Linked DNA regions of Rattus norvegicus: all the other regions are linked to region 3. The links are chromatin contacts, called in public Hi-C maps. All regions are on one chromosome and are shown on one strand. The core of a region is the stretch at or near the end of the contact, and the rest is flanking DNA. Distances in the headings are between cores, read along the strand shown. Region 1 holds the start of Ddias (DNA damage-induced apoptosis suppressor). Region 2 overlaps Dlg2 (discs large MAGUK scaffold protein 2). Region 3 holds the start of Ccdc90b (coiled-coil domain containing 90B).

Region 1 (4,745 bases), core at 1,562-4,061, 300 kb before region 3:
ACACACACACACACACACACACACACACACGAGAGAAAGAGAAAGAAAGAGAGAGATTAGCATCATTCCATCCCTTTACTTTTGCATTCTCCTAAAGCATTTTCAAAGAGAGATTTTTAGAGATCAGATATTCCAAAGCTTCTCCCTCTAACTTTATTGTTAATAACTGGATGCTGTCAAGAATTATATGTGTAAAAAAAAATTCAAAAGTTTCAGTACAAGGATTAAGGGTAGTTCCGTAGGGAAAAGTCCGAGTTCAACTTTGTTTTACAGTAAGTGTGGGTGGAGAGCAGAGGTTCAGGAAGGAGGAAGTCCTCCTTCTAAATGCAACCTTCACTTCAGCTAGACAGCCATAGCAGCTGGCTTCACAGAAAGGTTTTCCTAGGGAAAGCAGAAAACTCCATGGTCCTGACTCCAACTTCTCAACTTACAAATGAAGAAACTGTAGAGATTCAAGGGGCTGTCCCAGAGAGACTTCTGCTACCTCAGCTAAAATTAAAACGCTTTTCTTTTCCTTTCTGTTTTTTAGAAACCCAAACACAAGTTTCTAGGTCTTTTTTAACTTCAAAATGAAATTGTTCTACAACCCCATGTCTTCCCTCTTAATTCCTAGTCAAACTTCCTATCAGTAACCATGCATCAATAACTGTCCACTGAGGCAGCTACTCTGCTAGGTGCCAGCTTCAGTTAGTCACCACTGCAACCCTCTTCAGCAAACCAAGAAACTTGGCTCAGAAACTACCCTGAAACCTCTCTAAGATTACAGGGTAAGGCCGGAATCCTGGTATGATTTCTAAAGCCAAGATCAGACTACTGTACACTTGCTAATCCCAGTGCCTTGTCCATTCAGGCCTCAGAGACTCCTAGAACTATAGAATTATATATCCTGTCACTTCAGAGGACACAGGTACTTTTCCATTCAGACCTATAGAGTAATGTCTCATGCTGCAGCAAAATACAAAGGCATTGGAGAAGTCTGTCTTAAAACTGTGAACTCAAGTTCACAGACCAGAAAAGACCTGATCCTTGCACTCACCTCAGATCAGGATACAGACCTTCAGCCTCTAAAGGTAGTATTTCAGCTGAGAGAAGCTGTTTAGTGAAGCGAATAGGCTAGCGCTTTACCCTGTTATATTAGGTAATGGGTACACTAGAATTCGTGTTGAGAGACTTAAAGGTCAAGGTTAGCCTCCATACATTAGAATTTGAGTTGAGAGAGATGGGGTCAAAGGTTAGTCTCCATAATTTGGTTTTAGCCAAGGTAAAAAAAAAAAAAAAGTTCAAATTGAGGCATTTTCTGAGATGAAGTGGTAAAAATATGTATCCTGGACGTCCAGAACTGGAGGAATAGATTTCTCGCGGTCTCTGATGGGGAACACTCGAATAACTAAGGCTTAAAGCTACCCTCCAGAAAAGGTGAACTAAAACTAAATCAAGTCCTAAGTATCAGAGTTTGAATTTTGGAGTGGGCAGCGGTGCTTCATCAAGCTGTAACAGCCAAGCAAGGTACCGGCGAGCGATTGGGACCAGAGACCTAGAACCCTTACTCCCCAGCCTCCGCTTACCTTCTGTTGGAAGTAATGAACTGAGTAGCTACTGGGTACAGCAGGGTCGGGTGTGTTAGTTGACAAGTGCGGGCTGCCGAGGGTCTTTAGCCTAGGCCGGATGGTTGTGGCGGCCCCGAGTGATAGAAAAGGCAGGAGCAGGAGAGCCCAGCAGCCCATGGCTCAGGACAGCAGCCACAGTGTGGGCGGCTAAAGAAAGAGAGCCACCCGCAGAAAAGCACTACTAAGCCAGGCCCAGCTCGTAGCTCCGCCCGCTGCAGACCAGCTCCTCCCTCGGGAAACCTAAAACCAGGCGGCCCCTGGTCTCAAAGGCGTTGCCTCCACCCTTGCCACTTGCCATCCTCCTTCTCCCCGCCCACCTCCACTGAGGTCACACTCTACGTCGGCCTTTACTACGCAGGGTTTTTTGCCTCATCCTTATCTATGGCTCCCCAAGCCCTATCGCCTCTCTAGGTTATGTCATATCTCTGCCTTTATTGTCACCATCACACTGTCCCCGCAACCTCAGTCCCACGGTAACAACACCGGGCGGGAGGAGGAGGGAGGAAGAGAGAGTCTATTGTCACCAGGCATGACGGCACACACGTGACCCTCCCTCAACCAAAACAGCAACCTTTCAGTGTTTGCCTCTCTACTTAGATGAGGAAACAAGTAGAGGGACTCGATCCTAGGTCCCTCAAGTAGCAGGAAATGGAGCGAGGGTCACAGAGCGCCCTGTTCCCTTGTAGGCTGTTCGGGCTCTTCCACTCCGCTGCTCCCGCCTAACCAGCCCCATGTTATTCAGTTCTCGGGTCACCCCATCCGCCGCATTGCTCGCACGACCCGTCCTTTCTGTGGCCGCTGAGTCTTTCGTGCAGACCAAACATTCCCTCAACCCGGATAATCCATCCAGGCTCCGCGATGGCGACTCCCTGTTGTAGTCAACAGCGCCCCCTCCTGTCCAGCCCGCGGCGCCAACTTTCACGGCTCCAACGCCCTCGGCGTTCGTCTGAGGGGTGCAGCCACCCCTTCCCACGCCTCGAGCCTTCCCGGCTTCCCCCGCACTTCGTTGAGAGAACTACCGCTCCACCAGTCGAAGAAGAACGTCTCTCAAAACCCACAGCTACCCCTGGCTTGACAAGGAGGGTCGCTTGCCGGGGTTATAAGCGACACGCCCTGCGGAGCATTTTCTGATTGGCTCTCCTTAAAGACCGTCAAGACGACATTTCCGGCGGAAGAGGACGCGGGAGATTCGATTGCGAGCGTTTGGAGAGCGGCTGTCCGGGAGGCCGGAGTTCCTTCATGGTTGCCCGGGCTTGCCTGGGTCCTTTGCTTCAGGTGAGAAGCTGAAGAAAGGAATTCTTGGGGGGCTCTAGGTAGAGAGACTGCTGACGAGGCACTGTAACCTTGAGCTCCATTTGGATTTATTTCAAGACTCTTGGCCGTAAAAGCCGGATACGACGTTAAACGAGAGAGTCAATCCTTTTCACGTTCTTTAGTGAATGTTTACACTTTACGGTTGCTGCAGAGCCCCAGAAAGGAAAAGGCTCGACTTTAAACTGGGACATAAAAATATGTCATCAGACTACTGTGCGGAATATTGCCAGTTGCTGGCAAAGATGCTTTGTTTTGCTTTTTCAGATTACTCTGATTGCCCAGAAAAAGTATTTTACCGAATAATGCACGCAATCCAGAAACTGAAGCTTTTCTATTTTCCTTGATCTCTCGAATCCACATCTAAGATGAAAATTCAAGCCCCACTGAACACTGCCACTACCATAATCTAACCTGTGACTGTTGTATGCTGTGACAGTAGCCTTCAGCTGTTTCCCCTGTTTATCCATTCTCCATAAGACCAGGCAGATAGGTGAAAATTTTTGACCAAGATACTCACCATTTATCTTGTTTTAGATGCTTCTATTTTCCCGATGTTTTAAGTCCAAATTCCTTAAGGTAGGTTAAAAAGCTCTTTGGCCTTGCTTGCCTCTCCAACCTGCACTTACACACCCTCTCGGGGTAGGAGATAAAACCCAGGATATCACACACACTGTTCATGACATACTGAATTATCCCCAACCCCAGGTTATCTTGTATATTCCTCAAAGGCACCATCCTCTCAACCTCCAAAACTTCTTTTTATCCTGACTCATTAGTGATTTCTTAGTTTGCAAAGCCTTTCTGGTTTGGTTTGGTTTGTTTTATGTGTGTGAGTTAAGAGAACAGGATTTTGAACTTCTGATCATCCAGCCTCTATCTTCCAAGTGCTAGATTTATAGTTACGTTCCACCAAGGCTGACTTTGAAAGCATTTTTAAAAGCATCTTAAATTTAAAGCATTTTTTGACCTTTTAAAACTGGATCACAGAGCACTCTGTCATTTTTTTTATTCATTCCTCAGATAAAATTTTAAGTGCCTCCCATTATGCCAAGAAGGGCCAGGTTTTGGATGACTTCAATTACCAATAGAGACTGCTGTCCTAGGGTAAGTACCCCTCTGCCCCCTTTTTGGATAGAATTAAACAGAATAGCAAAATTGAGTATGGAGACCTATATTGATAACCTTAGCACTCTGGAGTCATGAGAATCTCTAGTTTGAAGCCAGCCTGAGATACAAAGAGACTTAAGGGCTATGGAGGAAAATCTTATGTTTTAAAAAAAATGGGTCTAGAAATAACCATGGATCTGGAAAGTCCCCTCTAAAGAATTGATTTTAAATGGGTGAATATGGCATGGCTTGGAAAGGGAAGGGAGAAGGGAGGGAGGAGTCCCAGTATTCTAATCACAATGGGCTTGGTGGTTTTGTTGTTGTTGTTGTTGTTTTGTTTTGTTTTGTTTTGTTTTGTTTTTGAGACCAGGTCTCTCTGTATCCTTGGCTGGCCTCAGACCCACAGAGATCACCCTGCCTCTGCCTCCTGAGTGTGGGATTAAAGACTTTTACCACCATTTCCAACTTTGTTTTTTGAGATAGAATCTGAAGTTGGGTGGGTAGGAAGGTGGGGGGGGGTGGAGAAATATAAGACATAGCGTATGAAATTCTAAAAGAATAAATATTAAAAAGGAATAAGCTGGGCGGGCGGGAAGCAGAGGCAGGTGGATCTCTTGAGTTCAAGACCAACCTGGTCTATGCATTGAGTTCCAAGAGAGTCAGAACTGTATAGAAAGACGATGTCTCAAAAAGGGGGGGGAGGGTGAGCTAAAAATG
Region 2 (4,285 bases), core at 825-3,324, 470 kb after region 3:
TTTATCTGAGGAAGCATGGTGAATCCAGTTTGCTTGTCTTTTTCTGGATAACAGAAGAACCTCAAAGCTCTTTGTCAGAGGAATTCTATAGCCATGAGAGCCTACCACATTAGGTCTATTGCTTCTCATTGGATTTTTAGGATATGTCAAGAAATGATCACTTCCATTTTATAGAAGAAGAAACTGAAGTGACTTTCTAGCTTAGAGCTAGACTGACCCCAAGCACTAGCTTCCTGCTGTCACTATCAGATACTTTGGGTGCTGCTCTCTGCTATTGAGTGTCCCAAATGGTAGCCTGCATATAGGGCTCTTATTATGGTAGTTAAATGCTTCTTGACAGCTAGCAGGTAACTGTTGTTTTGAGCCTTCCTGTGTCACTCAGAACCCTGGCTTCCTGGAATCCAATACCTACTCATAATCCTGCAGTTGCGATATGGCAGTTGTATGGACTGACTGCAGGACTGAACCCAGACTAGAGGTATTTTTAGTAGCACACCAGCTGGAGGTGAAGGAAAAGCCAGGGTGGCAGAAGTGTGAGTGAGTATAGAGGAAGAAGTACACATGGCGTTATACTGGTGGGCTGAAGCCAGACACTTCACTACCTTGCATGCCACGTCAACACTTTAGCATCTGAGGACAACGGAAAGTCATAGGAAGGCTTTAGAGAAGGCAAGAAAGGTGGTGATGCAGTTTTTAAAAGACTGTCTTTTCCAGAGGCTAAAAGGTTGTATGTGACTGGGGCATCTGTATGCCCTTGGCAAACCATGGGAATAAAGGACTCTTAGGACAGAGCTGAACTGTTAGAAGTTACATGCCTATTTAAACGTCAGAGGTCATATGTCGTAAATTAATTCCTTAAATTTGTATGTTAACAGTATTTGGAAGTTGCCAGGCCTTTGGGAGGTAATTAGGATGGGATGAGGCTATCATGGTAGCATTAGTGTCTTTACAGAAGGAGGCATATATTTTGTAGGCTTGTACATTTGTGTATTCTTGCACAGATTGTAAACTTGCATATTTTGTATGCTCGTTTTGTGTTGTCATATGATGTTCTCTTTTCTGTTATAATGCAGCAGGAAGATTCCTCAGGAGTTGATGGCTTTGTGCTCCTGGATTTCCTAGGTTTAAGAACATGCCTAGTCCCCCTTTCTTTTTTTCTCAACAAAGCACTGAAACAAACAATAACAGAAAGAATTCTGTTTTTCCTTCTTCAGAAAGAATGTCCAAGAAGGTCACTGTGCTGGTTAATTTATTTTCCTGATGAATTTTCTAAAATCTGCCCCAAGAATACTTTAAGATGGTTCAATAATTGGAATTCTTTTCATAATGAATCTCTAAGAAATAAAATACATAAGGGAGAAATTAGAGAGAAAAGATCACCTATAACAGACATATGGGATTTAATCTAAGGTGATGACTTTTAAAAATTGTTCATTATCTTAACTACTTCAGAACTGTAGTTGTGATGGGGGTGGGGGAGGCAGGAATAAATGCCCACAGTGGAACCTGGCTAGCTGATGCTTTAAGTCGCCAGGCAGTATTCAGCTGATGTGCACACACTAAACACTAGATGGCAGCCACCATCCTGTGTCTGAATGGGGAGCAGCGAGAAGGAAATGACTTTCCTGTGAGTTGAAAGCAGAGAGAGGGGGGTTTACTGGAGAGATTGAAGGGGGCTAGAAAGATGGGGCAGGTAGAATAGGGGAGGGCAGTGGAGGAAGGGGGCAAGGAACAATGTGCCTTGGTGTAGCTGTGAGTGTCATGATCAAGCCCATTACATTGTATGGTAAATAAAAAGAATAGCAAAAAAGAATATAATAAATGAAAATAAATGGAAACTTTTAAATTGGCCACCCCACATTTCTCACCTTATTGTCCTCCAAGGTACTTGTTATATAAGGATTTCGTGGCTAAAGAAGTTTGTAAAAACTATTACTTTATCTGTATTCAGGATATCCTCCCCAAGGCACACTGGTACACAAACGTTTTGACAAGTTCTACAGTTGAAGACACATGGTGCTAAGTAACTATGGTAACAATGCACCACAACTATTTCATGAAACATTCTTTGAGGGAGATACAGATCTTGTGTAAACCCTGTCTGAAAGAAGGAATCATCCAAACCATATCAATTCCACCTTAGTCATGGTTATCTGATACTTTAAAAAACATCAGAAATATCTGTATCATGCACTTCTATGTTGAAGCTCAGGAAATATTATAGACAGAGGGCAGAAAGACTGAAAGATCCAGAAATTGGGAAGACTGATGGGAAATAGTGTCATCTAGCAGTGACTCTATCACATTCAGGAATCCACTGCAGCTGGCAGGGGCCACCCATAAAACCTGCACAAGATCAATCCAGTCATGGCTGCTGGGGGAGAGTCATTTTTCTGTAGGGATGGGTTTCTGGTAGGATGTCAATGCTCCAGTGGATGGCCTAACATTATGACTATAGTTGGGTTATCTTTTTTTTTAAAGACAGAATAAAAGTAAGACAAGAAGTTTAGAGTGACTGGAATTGGTCTAGAAGAAGTAGGAGAAGAGGAGGGGTTGATTTGGTGAAAATATATTGTATACATGTAGCAGATCTCAGAAACTAAAAACAATTGTACTAAAATAAATCTTAATTTAGAGTTGTTACCAGTGATAGCAAAATTGAATGAAGATTTGCCATGTGAAATGTAACATTTTAAATGCTAGTCTGGGGGGTTGCGGGGGGAGAGTAAGAGAGAGGAGTAGGGAGAGAGGATGTAATGGTTATTCCTGTTTGTAAACTTGACTGTGTCTGGAATGAACTACAGCCCAGAATTGGAGGCTCGCCTGTGATCCAGATCTTGAGGCTAGAAGACACAAGTTTCTGATCTGGATCTTGGCATTGAGATCTTGAGGCATAGTGGTATGAACAGCTTAGACCCAGGCAAAGTAGTACATGCCTTTAATCACAGGAGACTAAGGCAAGGAGATATCTAAGTTCAAGGTCAGTCTGGACCAAACATGTCCCAGATCCAGGCATGGTGGCACACACCTTTAATCTGGGCCACACCTTCTGCTGGAAACCTACATAAGGACATTGGAAGAAGGAAGATTGGCTCTTTGAAACTTGGATTTATTAGCCAGCGTATCTGTTGGAATCCACAGAAGAGCAGCTGAAACAACTAGCCTTGTGGGACTGAGCAACTACCAGATTCTTGGTCTTCCAATTCACATCTGACCATTGTTGGGGAGTTGGACTACAGACTCATAATAAATTCCCTCAATATAGAAAGACATTCCATATTCTGTGACTCTAGAGAACCCTAGTATAGAGGGAGAGGAAGAGACAGGGAGGAAGAGAGGGGAGATACAAAAGCTAGTACACTAGGGCTGTTCTACTGTAAGCCATTATCTAACACATTCTTAGGTAAAGTCTATAGTCTGCATGGTGGGGTTATTCTGGAGTGGATACTCTGCCCTTGATCCCAAGGACACTGTTTACTATGCAGCTCTCTTATCTGTGAAGAGTGCCTGAGAGTAAAATATACTCAAAACCCTCTTCCCTCCATCTGAACTTTCTAGGTTACTATTAACCTGAATAATTTGGAAATTAATCTTACATGACCCAGTGTCATGCACAGAGCTTTTATTTAGCTTTGATTGTTAAGAGTTTCTTCTTTGTGTTTTCTGGGAATGCACCCCTTGCTCTTACTGTCCAGTTTAAGCTGTGTGTGTAAAGTTTGTATCTTTCACCTTCCATTATTGATAATTCTACTTTGTCATTTCCTTCCCATCTGTTATATCATCAGAGCTTCTAAACATTAATTTTTTCCTCTCCTAAGTACCCAAGAAAATCACAGTATTTAACTTGAAGTTAGATACTTCCTATTGAAAGTTAGATAAACTCAAGCAAGCTAAAATGCAAAAAAAAGTTTCCTCTGTAATGGGAAATAATTTCCAGATAGTATTATCTGCCATTGAGTGCTTTTTTCAAACATCGTGTATAATAAAGAGTATACCATCAGATCTCCAGAGACTGTCATGTCCCATGAGTTGTAATTTTCAAGACTATAATTCTGGTTGGTTGCCGTGCTTGATTTGTGGTTCTAATATTAATATTAAACATATACATCTAATTTTAAATGCAGAAATAAATTTGATTTATCTTTTTTTGAATCAGCCACTATCTTAATTTCCTTGTATTGTGTAGAAGAAACAACAAAACCTATGGCTCCTTATGTCTCCTCCCTTGGTAGAAGTAGAGAATTTGATATCCCCTTCATTTTATCATCCTTAATCTGAGCATAAT
Region 3 (4,590 bases), core at 1,758-4,257:
TGAGCTGTCACCCATGGGGGTGGGCCTTGGTAATGCTTTCAGTCATTTCTGCTTATCCAGTAAAGTAAGGAACTCCAGTACATCTCAGGGTTCATCAAGTTGGATTATGTCATAATCTGTACTTTGGTCTGTACTGGGCTTTATAACTAGGTGAGCTGATGGATGTGTTTTGTCATGCAACAGCATTTTGACACACAGGTGAGTCATAATCAATGAATTTGATTTAAAGTTCTGGAGCATTTACTGATCAGTATAGGAGATCTAAGAGCTACCAGGCATTTCTGACATCTTCCTGTCCTAATCCATTAAATTCCCAAAACTCAACTCAAACACAGTATAGTCTGATGAATCTTACTATGAAATATTTCCTCCAAGGATGAATTCTGCACGTATAAAAATTCTTAACTATTGTGATACATTAAGATAATAACTGTTAGGCTGGAGAGATGGCTCAGTGGTTAGAGCACTGACTGCTTTTCCAGAGGTCCTGACTTCAATTCCCAGCAACCACATGGTGGCTCACAACCATCTGTAATAGAATCTGATGCCCTCTTCTGGTGTGTCTGAAGACAGCTATAGTGCACTTATATATAATAAATGATTTTTTTTTTAAAAAAAGATAGTAACTGTCAGTGTGGTAGTCAAGTATAAGGTGTTCTACCAGATAAATGCTTCCAAAACAAGGTAGTAGTATTCTCATTTTTAAATTAAAAGATCATGCATTAAAGCTGCATTTGGTACCTAATGCTGAATATGGTGATTCTAGCACTCAAGAGACTGAGGCAGGAGGATCATAATTCAATGCTAGCCCGAGTTACATACTGAAACCAGTTCAGACTAGATCAAACCATACCAGGCTTAGAAAAGGCAAAGGAATTTGCTTAGGTTACAGACACAGTGATAGGTAATAGGATTCAAATTTAGGTTCTTTTGACTACAAAGCTCACATCTTATCTATAGCCTGTGTTGTTTTACTTTATCCCAAGCTACTTATATATCTAATTACTTAAAGGACAGGTTTAATTCCAACACTCAGAAGGCAGTCCAGTGTATTTCTGCGAGTTCAAGGCCAACCTGATCTAGAGCTCTAGGACAGCTAAGGTTGGTTACACAGTGAAACTCATCTCAAACAACTCCAAAGAATATACCCTAACATTAGAGTCTACTGACATGCTGTATATGTGCTATAGGAGATCTATGGCAAATTAAATGAACTAATGAAAACACTCCCCTCTCCACCTGAGGACTAATTCAGTACTTCTTAGTCATAAGGCTGGCAATCTGTACTTAAAAAGAAACATCTGTAGTGTTTCTGATATTCTGCTAAGTGTGGTTAATAATAACAAATTAAGACTGCAGCACCATCAATGAGAAAATTTAGACAAATCACAGCTTCCTCTGCATTTCACTATATAAAGAGTGTTGGACCAAATAAGGTATTTCCATGGGATAAGGATCAACTTTCAAATTTGCTAGACTATTGACATTATTTGTCTAGAGTGAGCAGGAACACAAACCATGCACTAATTTTAAGGGAGAGGGGACAAGATTTCCTCTCAAGAGTAATCAGATTCAAGGGGAATAACCTGACAATTATATTAAAATATTAACATTTTCCTGGGGTGCTATAATTTTGATAAAAGTACACAGATAAATTGAGATTTGAATTATTTCCTCATATTCAAAATAATGCTACCCCTTTGTGTGTGAGGCCTTTGTATCCTGCTGTCATGCTCCTATTTCTCTAAAAGGGCAGCTCTCATTGAACCTGGAATGGCTGAGAGCCACAGCAAGGGCCTTTTATGAGGGTACTGGGGATTCTACTGTGTGTTGTTATTCTTGTGCAGCACATGCTTTTACTAGTGGACCCACATCCCTATCCTTTTTTGAAAAGTCCATCAGACTGTGTATTTATACTATCTAAATACGTAATCAAAGATGTGACTAATTCTAGCAGTTAAACAGCAGACAAGGGCAGCCTTGACTTCAAGTTAGTGGAATAAATAGAATTAAATAACAGGCTATAAACAAAACAGTGGCAAACAACAAAACCACACAAGTGTGGAGGGAGGAGAAATGTGTCTGAATAGCTCAAATTCATAATAGATCCAGAAATAATAAAATGTGGAGGTTGGGATGCCTTTTACGGTGGAAAAAAATGAAAAACAAAAGTATAAAAAAACTCTAGGAAATAGTTCTCAGAGTAAAGTAAGATAGTCTCCTGGATACACAGACTAACAAAGGGCCCAAGTGTTTGGAAATGTATAGGTTCCAGGGCATTTAAAAACAAAACAAAACCCCACTATGTAATTTGTAAACCAGGATACTCGCAAACTACCTAAGAGTTCATTAACGTTATGACACTGAACCCCGCTCCGTGCCCCCACCAATTCAGAAGCCTAGCGGAAGGGCAAGTCCGCTGGGTCTAAAAGGAAGGCAGCCCTCCAACAGACCCCATCGGTTCAGCCAGCGACCCGCCCTCCCCGGAGCCTCGCGGGTGGCTTTGCGCGGGTGGGCGGGGCCCTGTAGGGGGTGTGTCACTCTCGCGGACGCCTGAGCAGGCACACCCGCCCGAACATTCTCCCTGAGCGAGTCTTCGCCTCACCTCTCCGCAGGGCGGGTGACAGACGCCCGTGGGGACTTGAAATCCAGCGGATTCCACTGCACTCGGGACGCAGGAACCGCCAAATCCAGCGGTTCCTCATATTCTCGGAGCTCCGGGTCAGCAAAGGGAAGCGGAATGTTGTTGATTCTCGCAGAGGCTTTCGGACAATGAAGTTCTCTCACCATAAGGATGCTGGGAAATGTAGTTTCCGATCTGTCACTAAAACACTTGTGGGGTTTTTCTTTAACAAAGCTAGGCCTCTTCACAGAGCCACACTTCTCATGACTCAGAGCTTATCCCTCTAGTCCATCGCCCCTTCCCCATCTCTTCCCGCCTTTACCGCCCTAAGAAACCGGGATCTTGGAGAACCTCTGGCGCCCATTTGCTGGTGGCGAGTTTGTCCCACAGCAAGCTTTCTAAACCGAGTCCTGTGTAGTCGCATAGCACCATGGGACTCGCAGTCCTCGCTGCTGAGGATTGTGGGGATGAGACCGGGTTGTTTCCTCGCCCAGAAAGCTTATGGAAGTACAAACCGCTGCACACATTTGTAGTTTCGCGTCTTTCTGCTTGGCCCTCTGGTGCACTGGAGGACCAACTGTTTTAGGCCTTTCCTTCAGGAAAACGAAATGAAAATTCTCCATTTACTGGGTCGATATCGTTCATGGTTTATCTCTCTCCGACTTAAGTTTCCAAAGTCATTGTTCCACCTGGTATCAAACAACGTACTAGTTACAATTGTCTTACCTAGACTTCAACTTTGTGGGAATCAGCTACCTACCAACCACCATTTCAAGCTCTGAGGCTCATTAAACGCAAAACTTGGTTCCCACCAGCAAGTACTTTAGTAGATTACACATGGAAGGAAATAAAAATGATTCTATCGGGGGTACTAGGGACAGAGGCAGGAGACACATCTCTCTACTGCAGATGGTTTCCTAGCATTAGAAGGGGAGGGACTCAGTGAACTAGACTATTGGGGGGAGGGCGGCAATGGGGGGAGGGTTGGGAGGGGAATACCCATAAGGAAGGGGAGGGGGGAGAAGGGAGGGGGAGGGGGGAGAAGGGAGGGGGAGGGGGGAGGGGGGAGGGGAAGGGGGGAGGGGGGAGGGGGATTTTTGCCCGGAAACCGGGAAAGGGAATAACACTCGAAATGTATATAAGAAATACTCAAGTTAATAAAAAAAAAAAAAAAAAAAGGAAAAAAAAAAAAGAAGGGGAGGGACTATTAGGAAAGAGGAAGGGGAGGGTAACAGGAGCAGTTAATGGGGAATAAACAAGCATAAAGTAATTATATTCTTGAGTAAGAATGCCATTATTAAACCCATCACTTGTACAGTGAATGTACACTAATGAAAGAATTTAGAAAAGAGGGGAGAGGTAGGATTCAAACCTGTTTTCGAGGATTTCCGTAAGCAGAGATAGTAGAACACAGGGTCCGGGAGACAGGGTTGGAGAGAGCAAACACACTTTATTAATCTGTTCTTACTCATGGCCTTTGCATATGTTGCAACTTGGAGAGCATTTTCTAATGTATTAGATCACCTTCTTCGTAATGGGCAGATCCCAGCTGACGCGCCATCTCCTGAAGCCTTTATGCTGCGTGCACCTTTGGTGGTTTAGTTAAGAACACAACCCTTCCTGCCATGAGCTGATCTATGTCCTTCAGGAGGGTGGTAACCACATCTATTGCTGAAGTCTAGTATTTAGCATAGTGCCTGGCCCATAACAAGCCTTTGATAAATATACATTAAATGAATCTGAGTGTTCGAAGTATGGCCATAATTTGGAAAAGAAACCTTTAGATAGGGGTAAAGGAATGCATGGATGCTGGGTAGAATTAGGGAAAATAGAGGTTAACAAAGAAGAATGAGTATGATTCTGAGGTTCATACAGTGGACTCGAGAAAATTTGAAAGTTTTTGAGCCACAGTAAGTTCAGAGTCCGTTTAAGTCTCTTTCCAGGAGGGAACTCTTTGCCATTCACCA

The links. A called contact is a pair of places that touch in the nucleus more often than the background predicts.
Region 1: a contact with region 3 is called in a Hi-C map of liver, with 5 times the contacts expected there. The contact joins the promoter of Ddias here to the promoter of Ccdc90b in region 3. A contact is called at or near these places in 7 of 12 Hi-C or Micro-C datasets (the A7r5 cell line, the Rat2 cell line, Schwann cells and 3 more) and 1 of 1 datasets of contacts at active chromatin or transcription factors (oligodendrocytes).
Region 2: a Hi-C map of the A7r5 cell line shows a contact between it and region 3, with 6 times the contacts expected there. The contact joins the enhancer-like site here to the promoter of Ccdc90b in region 3. A contact is called at or near these places in 9 of 12 Hi-C or Micro-C datasets (the A7r5 cell line, Schwann cells, frontal cortex and 5 more) and 1 of 1 datasets of contacts at active chromatin or transcription factors (oligodendrocytes).

What each region holds. Positions count from the first base shown.
Region 1 is chr1:156,340,935-156,345,679 of GRCr8, reverse strand. It overlaps Ddias (DNA damage-induced apoptosis suppressor), which reads left to right and starts at 2,811. Exons shown (of 6, transcript NM_001126294.1): 1 at 2,811-2,882; 2 at 3,942-4,025. It overlaps Prcp (prolylcarboxypeptidase), which reads right to left and starts at 1,786. Exons shown (of 9, transcript NM_001106281.3): 1 at 1,566-1,786. The coding sequence starts at 1,724.
Region 2 is chr1:155,572,445-155,576,729 of GRCr8, reverse strand. The region is part of intron 12 of Dlg2 (discs large MAGUK scaffold protein 2); the gene reads right to left. Among named protein-coding and RNA genes, the nearest start is that of Ccdc90b, 470 kb to the left of the region's middle. Within about 2 kb of position 2,074, at least 1 of the 93 cell types and tissues checked has an H3K27ac peak or open chromatin away from gene starts, as enhancers often do. A contact at or near this core is called in the A7r5 cell line, where this site is marked.
Region 3 is chr1:156,043,609-156,048,198 of GRCr8, reverse strand. Ccdc90b (coiled-coil domain containing 90B) reads right to left here and starts at 3,007. Exons shown (of 9, transcript NM_001024885.1): 1 at 2,606-3,007. The coding sequence starts at 2,705.